Linked DNA regions of Mus musculus: region 1 is linked to region 2. Evidence: chromatin contacts called from public HiChIP or PLAC-seq data. All regions are on one chromosome and are shown on one strand. Each heading gives the region's core, a stretch centred on a gene start, on an enhancer-like site or on the middle of the called end of the contact. The rest is flanking DNA. Distances are from core to core; before and after follow the strand shown. Region 1 overlaps Wdr34 (WD repeat domain 34). Region 2 holds the start of Slc27a4 (solute carrier family 27 (fatty acid transporter), member 4).

Region 1 (5,575 bases), core at 2,626-5,125, 240 kb before region 2:
GTGAGAATGAAGGCGACAGGAGAACATAGGCGACTTTTCCTCTTGGTATCAGTGGTTTATGTCTAAAATTTAGGAAAAAATTGGGTTGGTAGAAAAGTGGAAGGCCACATGGCTGATACACTTGTAGTTCTAGCACTTGGAGAGTGGAGGCAGGGGAATCAGAGATTGGAGATCAGCCTGGGCTATATGAGACCTTGTCTCAAAAACAGGCTAGAGAGATGGCTCAGCAGTTAAGAACACCCGGGTTTGATTCCCAGCACTCACATGGTGACTCACAACCATCTAACTCCATTTCCAGGGCCTCTGACACCTTCCTCTGATATCTGCAGGCACCAGGCACACATGTGGTGCGTAAACATACACTGTGAGCAAAGCACCCATATATGTAAAAATAAGTAGCAAGAAGAAAAGCTTTTTGTTTTGTTTTGTTTTTTGTTTTTGAAACAGGGTTTCTCTGTGTAGCCCTGGCTGTCCTGGAACTCACTCTGGTGACCAAGTGCTGGGATTAAAGGCATTCGTCACCACCCGCCGGACTGTTTGCTCTTCCAGAAGATATGGCTTTGGTGTCTAGCAGTGAGGTTGAGCACTTATGGCTGCATGTAATGGCAGCTCTAGGGGACACAATGTCCTCTTCTGCAGACTCCAGCACACACTTGGGGAGGCACCCAGATGCACACATACACACATAAGTACAAATACGATCCTTAAAGACAGCCGCACATGTACAGTGCACACACAGCTTAGAGGCTGGTGGGCACTGCTCCATGGCACAGTGGTCGCCCAGAGTGGACCAGCCCTGGTTCACTACTGCACTGCAGCAGAATAACAGCAAGCAAAAGGAAGTGGGAATGCTAGGAGGCTCTGGGATCCAGCACTGCCTCAGCCTGTGCAAGTACCCCATCCCCGGCTGTCCCTTCAACCTAGAAAGTCTAACCTGGAGCTGGAGAGTGCTTAAGAGCGTTTGCTGCTCTTCAGGAAGACCCAGGTTCTATTCCCAGTACCCACCACATTAGTGGTTCACAACCATCTGTAAATCTAGCTTCAGGGAACGCAGTACCCTCTCCCGAACTCTTTGGGGATCTCTCTGTCTCTGTCTCTCTGTCTCTGTCTCTCTCTCTCTCTCTCTCTCTCTCTCTCAACACACACACACACATGCATAACTTACAAAATGTAAGACATTTATTTTGGAGGCCCTGGAGAGCCAGCTCAGCAGTACAGAGCATTGGGTGCCTTCTCAGAGGACCCGGGTTGAGCTTTCATTGTCTACAAGGTGGCTCACCATCGTCCGTAACTCCAGCTTTAGGGATCCAGTGACCTCTTCTAGAGTGCTGGATTAAAGATCATTTACAGAACTTCATTTCCTTTTAGTAAACTGCTAAGATGCTTCCAGTCAGCCAGGTGGTGGTGGTGCACACCTATAGGCCCACCACTCAGGAGGCAGAGGCAGGTGGATCTCTGAGTTCGAGGCCAGCCTGGTCTACACAGTGAGTTCCAGGACAGCCAGGGCTACACAGAGAAACCGTGTTTCACAATACAACAAAGCAGCAGAAAGATGGTGTTTCCAGTCTCCTTCCCGTCAGGAAGCCTGGGCTGTAAGTACCTTGCTCTCTGGCCATCTCCTCTCGAGAGATCAGCATGGGCAGGTGGTGCTGTACTGCCTCTCAGCAGTGCACTGGGAAGAAAGCCTTATATTCACATTTAGTTATTTCATGTGTAAGAGTGTTCTGTCTGTATACTATGTGAGATTGTGGTACTCTGGGCGGCCAGAAGAGGGTGTCAGATGCTGGGGTCCTGGGGCTGCGAGCCAATGGTCTCCTCTGAAGAGCAGTGAGTGTGTTTGCATGTTTTGTTCTTTTGTGTGTGTGTGTGTGTGTGTGTGTGTGTGTGTTTTTCCCCGAGACAGGGTTTCTCTGTGTAGCCCTGGCTGTCCTGGAACTCACTCTGTAGACCAGGCTGGCCTCAAACTCAGAAATCCACCTGCCTCTGCCTCCGAGTGCTGGGATTAAAGGCGTGCACCACATGCCCAGTTTGTGTATTAAAAAAAAATATTTGCTTATTTATTTTATGTATATGCATACACTGTACAGGTGGTTGTGAGCCTTTATGTGGTTGTTGGGAATTGAATTTTAGGATCTCTGCTCACTCCGGTCCACCCCGCTCGCTCAGTCCCTGCTCACTCCAACCCAAAGATTTGTTTATTGTCATACATAAGTACACTGTTGCTGTCTTCAGACTCACCAGAAGAGGGCATCAGATCTCATTACGGATGGTTGTGAGCCACCATGTGGTTGCTGGGAATTGAACTCAGGACCTCTGGAAGAGCAGTGGGTGCTCTTAGCCGCTGAGCCAGCTCTCCAGCCCGTGGTTGTTTCTTAGTGGGTTGTGTTAGTTCTTGTGGGAAGTACCATGGCGAATATGGAAGTGTGGTGCTGCTCCCTTGGCAGAGGGTTAGAGTTTGAGTATCTGTCCCTCCAGTGCTTTGAACCTCTGGGATGCCCTAGCGGTGCATACGGCCTGCAGCCTGCTGTGACCCTGGACAGCAGGTGTTTGGTGTGATCTGGGAACCCGATTTTATGTTGAGCTGGAGTTAGTAACTACTTGCATAACTCAGTCTGCTGTCAAAAGTACCAGGAGGTCTATCCTCTGAGGAGAAGGTAGCCAGGTCTGGTAGCTGATGACTGTGGGTTGGGGGTGTGGGGGGGACGGGCGGTGCAGGGCGGACACTGAGTCAGGTGTTCAAGGCCAGCGTTGGCTACATAATGAGTTCTAGATTAGTCTAGATTCCATGAGCCCTGCCTCAAAAAAAAAAAAAAAAAAGGATAATGGTAAATAAAGTCTACATGTACCAGGTGGACTGCCAAGACTGTGGCTTAGTAGGGAGGGAGCACTCCCTACTCCTGAAGAGGACTCAGATCTTGAATCCAGTTCCAAAACAGCCACTGTCTTCTCGGCAAAGCACACATAGACGTAAAATAAACCAGTCTTCAGGTTATTACAGACCCTTGGGGTCATGTGATCCTTCTGCCTCAGTTGCCTGCACGGCTGGCTGCTCCACTATGATCTTTGATTTTTATTTTATGATTTTTTTTTGGGGGGTGGTGGTGGTTTGAGACAGGGTTTCTCTGTGTAGCCCTGGCTGTCCTGGAACTCACTCTGTAGACCAGGCTGGCCTCGAACTCAGAAATTCACCTGCTTCTGCTTCCCGAGTGCTGGGATTAAAGGTGTGCGCTACCACACCTGGCTTTATTTTATGTTTTTATTTTTAAGATTGTTATATTTTGTGTGTGGTGGGCAGTAGTGTAAATGCCACAGTGCATGTCTGTCACAGGGACAGTGTGGGAGTTAGCTCTCTCCTTTCACTGTGCAGGTCTTGAAGGACAGGCTCAGTGGTGAGCATCTTTGCCTGTTGAGCCATTTGGCTGAGCCCAATCCTGCTCTTTTTTGTTTGTTTGCTTTGAATTTTCAAGGCAGGGATTCTCTGTGTATCCCTCTGTGTCCTGGATCTCGCTCTATAGAGACCATGCTGACCTTGAACTCCGAGATCTGCCTGCTTCTGCCTCCAGGAGGCTGGGATTAAAGGCATGCACCACCGCCTGGCCCCACCTTGCTCTTTTAAAGTGTGCAGTTGTGTGGTGTGGAGTTGCTTTCAGTGCACACTCATCTCTAGGACAGGACCTTTTCCTCAGGGAGGAGCCCTGAGTTCCTTGAGAGAAACCTAGGACATATGAGCTGAACAGTTTCTGTCTTTACATCCCCTGGACTGCAGGGTAGGCGCCTTGTGCTTGTCTCCTGCTCACTTAAATGTGAATGGTTGAGTACCCTTCTCTCCAGGCATGCCTTCTGGGGTGTTGCCTGTCTAGCACGGCACATGCATGGCGCCCTCTGCTGGAGCCTGTGCCATTAAGTAAACCTGTGGCTTCTCCCACCAAAGTCTTGGTACTGGGCTGACAGGCATGCCAGCATGCCTGGGGCCCCCTTCCCTGCTTTGGGGCCCCCTTCCCTGCTTTGAGACATTGTTGCTCAAACTGGCCTCAAATTTAGGACGATCCTCCTGCCTCCACCTCCTGAGTGCTGGGATTAAGGTGTGTGACACTTTTGTCTCTAGATCCTTTTTAAGGCCTTGTGAAAAGACCCAGACTAACCAGAAATGTAGCGATTACTGCATACAGCTCATCTCCCGGCCTGGCCTCTCCCTTGAGTCCAAGTCTTTTGAGTAGCTGTTTGCTGCAGAAGCACTCAGAGCCAAGTTCAGCTAGGGGTGTGGCTGGGTGTGTGTGTGTGTGTCCGTATGGGACATATACCTATAATTCCAGGTAGAAATAAGAGGACCAGAAGTTGAAGGTCATCTTCATCTTCATCTTCAGACCCTGGAAGTGGGAGAAACAGCACTTGCATATTCAGGGTGAGAGCAAGTTTATGTGGACAGTACACGCTGGAGGGACGCTGGGCCTGGTTGCTGGATCTGCATTGCTTAGTCCATGTATACACACACACACACACACACACACACACACACACACACACATATATATTTAATGTATGAGTACACCATTGTTTTCTTCAGACACACCAGAAGAGGCATTAGATCCCATTACAGATGGTTGCCAATCACCGTGTGGTTGCTGGGAATTGAACTCAGGTCCTCTGGAAAAGCAGTCAGTGCTCTTAACTGCTGAGCCATCTCTCCAGCCCCCTTGCTCAGTGCTCTTAAGAGGTATTACATGTCCTTAACACTGGGTCAGATAGGTGCGAGTCTGCTATAGTGCTCTCACATCGAGTGTATATCAACGAGTGTTCACACAGGCCTTGGAAGGGAACAGTCATGGATGGGGGTGTGGGGTAGAGGAGACCTGAGGCCTGGAGAAGCCAAGGGACTCTGATGGCCTCTTGTTCGTTGTCAAGACCAGGTGAATAGGGTCCATCAGAAAAGAGGGTGAAGGGGCTGACTTTGTGGCCTTGGGCTTCACCCCAGAATCAGAAACACACACACATACGCGCACACACACACATGCGCGTGTGCGTGGGCCATTATTTTTTATTTTAAAATCTTTTTTTTTCACATAACATATTCTGATCAGGGTCCCTCTTCCCAACTCCTCCCAACTCCTCCCCTCACCCAAATCCACACTCTTTATTTTTCCTCTGAAAACAAGCAACCGAAAAACAAACAGGCTGGGCGTGGTGGTGCACGCCTTTAATTCCAGCACTCGGGAGGCAGAGGCAGGTGGATTTCTGAGTTCGAGGCCAGCCTGTTCTACAAAGTGAGTTCCAGGACAGCCAGGGCTGCACATAGAAACCCTGTCTTGAAAAACCAAAAAAAAAAAACAAAGAAAAAAAAAAACAAAGAAAAACAAACAGACAAACCAGAAAGAACAAAACAAACAAACAAACAGAAAAAAAAGCCAAACAATTTAAAGAAAGTCCAGTGCCTCCCGGCTGGGTTTAAACTTAATATGTAGCCAAGGACAAGGTGTGACCCCCACCTCCACTTTCTGTGTGGTAGCATTGTAGCTGTTAGTCAATGTGGCTGAGTTAGATCACATTTTCTGTTCTTTTTTTTTTTTTTTTTCCTTTC
Region 2 (5,733 bases), core at 1,225-3,724:
TTCTTTGTCAGTGCTGGGTCCTCTGGCTGTGCTCTGTCCCCCTCCCCCACCTGCACAGCACCTTTCAAACAGAGAGTCCTTTCCCTTCAGGAGACCTCTTGGGTTTCCCGCCCAAGTTCCTCACCTGGGGCTTGCTCTCTTTATCCCATGCTCCCACAGCTCCTGTGGGGCCACTAGACACCTCTTATAGTCAGCCCAGACTGACAAACACTGAGCTGTCCATTCTAGGCAAGGCTCCCTTTTCCGGGTACTAGAACACAGGAGTGAGCAAGACCACCAGGGTCTCTGCAGCAATAGCACAGACAGTTTAGGGAGTTACTTCGTCCCTTTCTTACCTCCTAAAAGTCTGAGCTTCTTCCTCTCTGACCCTCAGAACCAGCCTAGCATAGAGCAGCTAGGAGCAATTTCTCCCAGCTGTCTAACTCAGGATTTGTGCTAGCATCCAGTGTCCCCCTGGGCTCTTTCAGGCTGTGCCAACCTAAGGAAAGGTCCTTTTCCTCTGGGGTCTTCTTCACCTTGCCATGAACAGTGTCCTCGTGACCCTTCTCAGACACATCTTTCAACAGATCTGCTTTGATTTGTGCCCCAGGTCAAGGAGTCTCGGGGTTAGGAGATTCCTTGAGACCTTGACCTTGGAGATGAAAGTTCTAGGTATGCCAGGAGAAGGGCAAAGAGAAGACACTGTTCCTTTAATAACCCAGATGTCTTGTGCTGGCAGGGATAATGGCTGGTAAAGCCCAGCACAGTTGAGACCCCAAGGGAGGCTAGATATGGTACTCACAAGATATCTCTCCTGACCGTCTTGATGAAGACCCGGATGAAACGCCAGCCACCAGACCCCAAGTACAGGAGCAACAGGGAGAATCCCACCTGGGTCCAGGGCAGCTTCAGCACTAGCTTGGAGAACAGTAGCGCCCCCACCAGAGATGCTCCAAGTAGCATTGTGACCTGCAGGTACAAGGTGGTTAGGAGACACAATTCCTTCTTTAGGGGCCGCTACTTCTGCACCAGCAGCCACTTCAGTATGAGCCCAAAGGGTCAGCCTATGGGGATTGCCTAGTCACCTTAAAAGGGGTGGCTTAAAAAAGGTTCAAGGCTTTGGTTCCATGCCAAGTTGGAGGGGCCTTGAAATCTACAGCTCTGGGGTTAAGAAACAAGAGGATGATCTAGCTTCTGGTTCTATCTTTGACCACCTTGTCAAGTGACCTTGTGCTAGCCCCTTTCCTACTTCAGGCCATAGCACCTTGCTCTATGCATTGGGCTAGTAAGACTTGTTCTTAGAACCTTTCTAACCCAAACAGGACAGTCCATTCACCGATATTCAAGCAACCTAACCAGATGGCCGGGAGACAGGTGCTGATAGAAGTGTCTCTCCTAGGGACTCCAGGAGGTTCTGGAAATGACAACACCAAAAAGGGCAGCTTCCTGGGAAGGGAGCCCTGCACAGTCTCTGGCCCACAGACTCAAGGTAGCGTTGTGCCTCTACCGGTCCATAGAGGGCGAGCCAGCAAATGGCTTAGAGGCAGGAGGGGCCTGAGAGGTGACAGCCCAGGGGTAGGGTGGAAAGAGGTGATTGTTGGACAGGAAAAGGATTTGGAAGTACCCACACATTCAGATGGATCTTTGAGGACTAGGGCTGAGAAGGGGAAAGGCTGTGTTGAAGCCCAGGGCAGAGATTAAGGCCCACGCTCTATTCCCTCTTCTTTATGGATTTAGTCAAGAGGACTGCTAATGGATTGCTTTTCTTGGGAAGAGAGGAAGGTCAAAGATATGAAGTAGCCTGAATATCTCCAAGCTAGGCGGAGGACCACGGCCTGGAACACAGGGAATCCCTTATGAGACTGCCTTCTGGAGAAAAGCATAAAGCAATGGGTGGGAGGACTACCGCAGGATCGCTAAGATCCTTAGCTCTCTGACAGAGGCAGTCAAAAAGCAAGCTAGGAGCCGGTCCAAGACCGCTGAGAGAGGAGACAGGACAGGAGGGGCGCCACGGACCGATTGCCTCTAGATAGCCAGGACATCAGAGCGTTCTCGGGGTTGGGAGAAGGAGGGCGCGCCCCTCAGTCCGAGCCGGCACCGCCGTCTCCCCCTGCTCGGCCTGGCACATTTTCCCCGCTCAGAAAGCCGCCGTCCCCGCCTTAGCTCACCCGGCTGCGGCTGCGCGGCGCGGCGCCCCGTCAGGATGCGGCCCGGTTGCGGCAGCGGAGTGCGGTGCGCTGGGGGCATCGGCCGCCCCGGGGCACACACAGCCGAGCCTCGGTGCGTCTGGCCCACTCCTCGTCCTTGTAGGGTCTGTACCTCTGCCCCGCTCCACCCCCACCCGCCTCCCGCACCCGCACCGGCTGTGCCAGCCGGCAGCACCGCCTTCTGTGCCGTCCCCGCAGAGGGCGAGCTTCTGAGTCCGTGCACCTCAGCGCAACCCAGCCCCAGCGCGCCCGACACCGCCCAGCCCCTCCAGCCCTGCGCGCACCACTGCCTCCGCAGCCGCCCGGCCCGCTGGGAGTGGTAGGCTGAGCCGCACGGCATGCTGGGAGTTGTAGTCCTAGTAGTCTAGCTTGTTCAGGCTGCTGAAGTTGCCCTGGTCAGGCAGTGCTCCTTGGGTCGTTCCTCTCTGCCATTTCCTGGACCAGGGGATCCAGGTAGCATAAACCCGCCCACAGACCATTTGAGAATACATAGCCAGAAGCTAAGGCCCAAGTAGAATTTGTTTAACTTATTATTATTATTTACATTTGTTTGCTTATTTGTGTATGTGTAGATACATATGCCAAAGACCCTGTGTGGTCAGAGGACAACTCGTGGGAGTTGGTTCTGTTCTTACACCATGGGCTCCAGGGATCATACTAAGGTTACTAGGCTTGGCCCTCAGTCTTGGGAACAGGCACCTTTTCCTGATCCACCTTGTCAGTCCTGTTTGTTTTTTGAAACAGGGTAGTAACTTTGCCCTGGATCTTGCTGTAGTTAATCTACTTCAGCCCAGAGCGCTGGCATTACAGACATTAACTACTACATTTGTCTTGAAATAGAATTTAGCAAATGTTCAATACCACTTGCTGAAAAAAAAAAAAAGCTGGATTCTGGCAGAATACACAGGGCATTGGGCTTCTAGACCATTCTGGAATGGTCATTCACCACAGCTGAGTATGATTGTTCCCTCAGGACTTTTACAGTTTTCAGTACCTTTGCAAGGTTCAAAAAGAACTGAAGAGCCAGGAGGAGTAGCTTCAGGGGATCTCCTCAAAGGTCAGGATTTAAAGCCTGTGTAACTAACTTTAACCCTGACTGATAACACTCCCGAACACTGGTTCCTTTGTAAACTGTGAGCTTTGTCAGGCTGTGGGCAAGGGTCTAGACTCACAGCCGTTGGATTGAGAGCCTCTGAAAAGTTCTGGGGTGACTATGCAACGTGCCTATTACTGCCTCTGTTCTTAAATAGCCCCTTCAATGACTCAACCTAGTCAAGTTCTTAAGGGGGGAAGGGGCAACCTTCAAGGTCTGTTTATAGGGATTACAGATGACATTTTGGTATGAAGATGGTCTGGACCTGCTCAGGATTGCATCCATTGGAGAGGCTGGATAGTAAGCTAAAGGATGTCTCTAGGGCTATAATAGCAGGTGCCCCATGTTCATAGACATGTGCATCACAGACCAACAAGAGAATCATGTTCTCAGCAGAGAGTTCCAAATCTGTGCCTTCTTATGGATTAAAGGTGGGCTTTAGGGGATCAAGCACAGCGGTGGTGGTGGCACACACCTTTAACCCCAGCACTCGGGAGGCAAAGGCAAATGAATCTCTGAGTTCGAGGCCAGCCTGGTCTACATAGTGAGTTCCAGGACAGCCAGGGCTACATAGTGAGACCCTGTCTCAAAAACAAACTAACAAAACAACACCCCACAAAAGTGGGTTTGGGGGTCAGGTAAGCATGGTGGTACATAACTTTATTATTTATTTATTTGGTTTTTTGAGACAGGGTTTCTCTGTGTAGCCCTGGCTGTCCTGGAACTCACTCTGTAGACCAGGCTGGCCTCGAACTCAGAAATCTGCCTGCTTCTGCCCCCCAAGTGCTGGGATTAAAGGCATGTGCCACCACTGCCCAGTGGTACATAACTTTAATTTCAGCACTTGAGAGGCAAAGGATCTCTGTGAGTTTATGCCTGGCCAAGGCTATACAGGGAGAATTTTGTCACAAACAAGTAAACAAGCAATATCTCGTGGCTATGATTCACGGAGGACTCACCTCACAGCACTGGTGTGCAAATTCATGGACACATTTGAAATAGTGCTGACATGTTTATTATTATAGTTTATAGGCTGGCTATAGAGAGCACATAAATCAAGCTCTAGGAGACATTATGGCTCCCTTTGTTTGATGTTATTCTGAGTTCACAGTGTGTCAGAATAGGGATAGACACACAGCTTAGTAGAAGAGCCCTACCTAGCTTGCCCAAGGCCCTTGTTTGATCCCAGAACCAAAACACCCAATCAATCGATCGAAAAAGCCAAGCAGGGCAATGTGACGCACACCTTCCCTGCCCACTCATGCATGTGCCCCCTTGGCACACACATACTTTTAGTCTCCACACACAAGAGCCAGAGGCAAGCAGGTCTCTGTGAGTTGGACATCAGTATGTTCTATATGATGAGTTCCAGGTGAGCCACGGTTACAGCGAAACCTTGTTTCAAAGACAACCTGAAGAGTGGACTCAGCAGTAGGGAACATCTGTTGCTTCCCTAAGTTTCCTTCCTAGCACCCTCATCCAGTAGCCCGCAATCCCCTGTAACCCAAACTCCAGGGAATCTGAAGCCCTCTTTTAGCCTCTGCAAAACATGCATACATATATAAATAGAAAAAAAATATTCAAATAAGGAAAGAAGGAGCAGGCCAGTCTAGGTCATATGACATGACAAGACTTTGTATCAGATAAAAACTCTGGGTAGAAAGATCTTGTGAGCACAGACATGCGCGTGCACTGGGATTAGAGAGTAGTAAAGCAACTGCTTGTTGAATGAAAGAGAAAGAGAGGGAGAGTATGGTGACCGGTGAGTGTGAACACTCGCCCTAGATGGTTGAGGTCACTGCAGGAGAGCAAGTGTGTTTGGGAGAAGTGACTGCTGTTCTCTTAATAAACTTGTCACAGTGGTCAAATGAAGGCAGCATCCCACAGAACGCTGGGGCTCAGCGTCCCACAGAATGCTGGACTGGGCCTGAGGTCTAGAAACCAAACACAGACAAGCAAGACACCCTGCCTTCAAGCTGCTGGGACACGGAGAGGAGAGGGTGGGTAAAGACTGGACTAGGCTGTTCCTCCTCACATTCTGGCCCTTCATCTGCCTAATGCTCTCCTTGGGCTGTGGTCTTTCCCTGCTGGTCAGCCGCAGCTAGGAAGGAGTCCCTGACCTCAGTGGCTAGGCTTTGAGAACTCACTTTCCCAGAGCCCAGAGTCTATCCGCACCTGTTAAATAGAAATCCCTCCCAGAGCTGGCAAGAATTCAAGGTGACACACGCAGAGCTGATCCACAGAGGACCCTCAGCTGGCCTCAACTCTAAGGCCAGAAATGGCACTGTTTCCGTTATTGCTTGTGATGGTGTTGACAATTTGACAGTCTAGGGTCACTTGGGAGGTTGGCCTTAGTTCATGCCTGTGGGGGGGGGGGGAATCATCTTACATAAATAATGTCAGGGGATCCATCTTTTTTTTTTTTTTTTTTTTTGGTTTTTTGAGACAGGGTTT

Evidence for each region. HiChIP or PLAC-seq counts read pairs in DNA pulled down with a chosen protein or histone mark.
Region 1: a contact with region 2 is called in a FOXA1 HiChIP or PLAC-seq map of pancreatic cancer cells. The contact joins the enhancer-like site here to the promoter of Slc27a4 in region 2. A contact is called at or near these places in 5 of 39 promoter capture datasets (the 3T3-L1 cell line, HPC-7-derived erythroid cells, cranial neural crest and 2 more), 1 of 15 datasets of contacts at CTCF or cohesin (embryonic stem cells), 4 of 484 Hi-C or Micro-C datasets (CD8 T cells, the G1E-ER4 cell line and embryonic stem cells), 4 of 115 datasets of contacts at active chromatin or transcription factors (embryonic stem cells and pancreatic cancer cells) and 5 of 9 other capture datasets (adipose tissue, embryonic stem cells, embryonic trunk and 2 more).

Annotation. Positions count from the first base shown.
Region 1 is chr2:30,040,946-30,046,520 of GRCm38.p6, reverse strand. All of the region lies in intron 1 of Wdr34 (WD repeat domain 34), which reads left to right. Among named protein-coding and RNA genes, the nearest start is that of Wdr34, 5.1 kb to the left of the region's middle. Within about 2 kb of position 3,875, at least 29 of the 459 cell types and tissues checked have an H3K27ac peak or open chromatin away from gene starts, as enhancers often do. A contact at or near this core is called in the G1E-ER4 cell line, embryonic stem cells and pancreatic cancer cells, where this site is marked.
Region 2 is chr2:29,799,375-29,805,107 of GRCm38.p6, reverse strand. Slc27a4 (solute carrier family 27 (fatty acid transporter), member 4) reads right to left here and starts at 2,474. Exons shown (of 13, transcript NM_011989.5): 1 at 2,148-2,474; 2 at 782-948. The coding sequence starts at 942.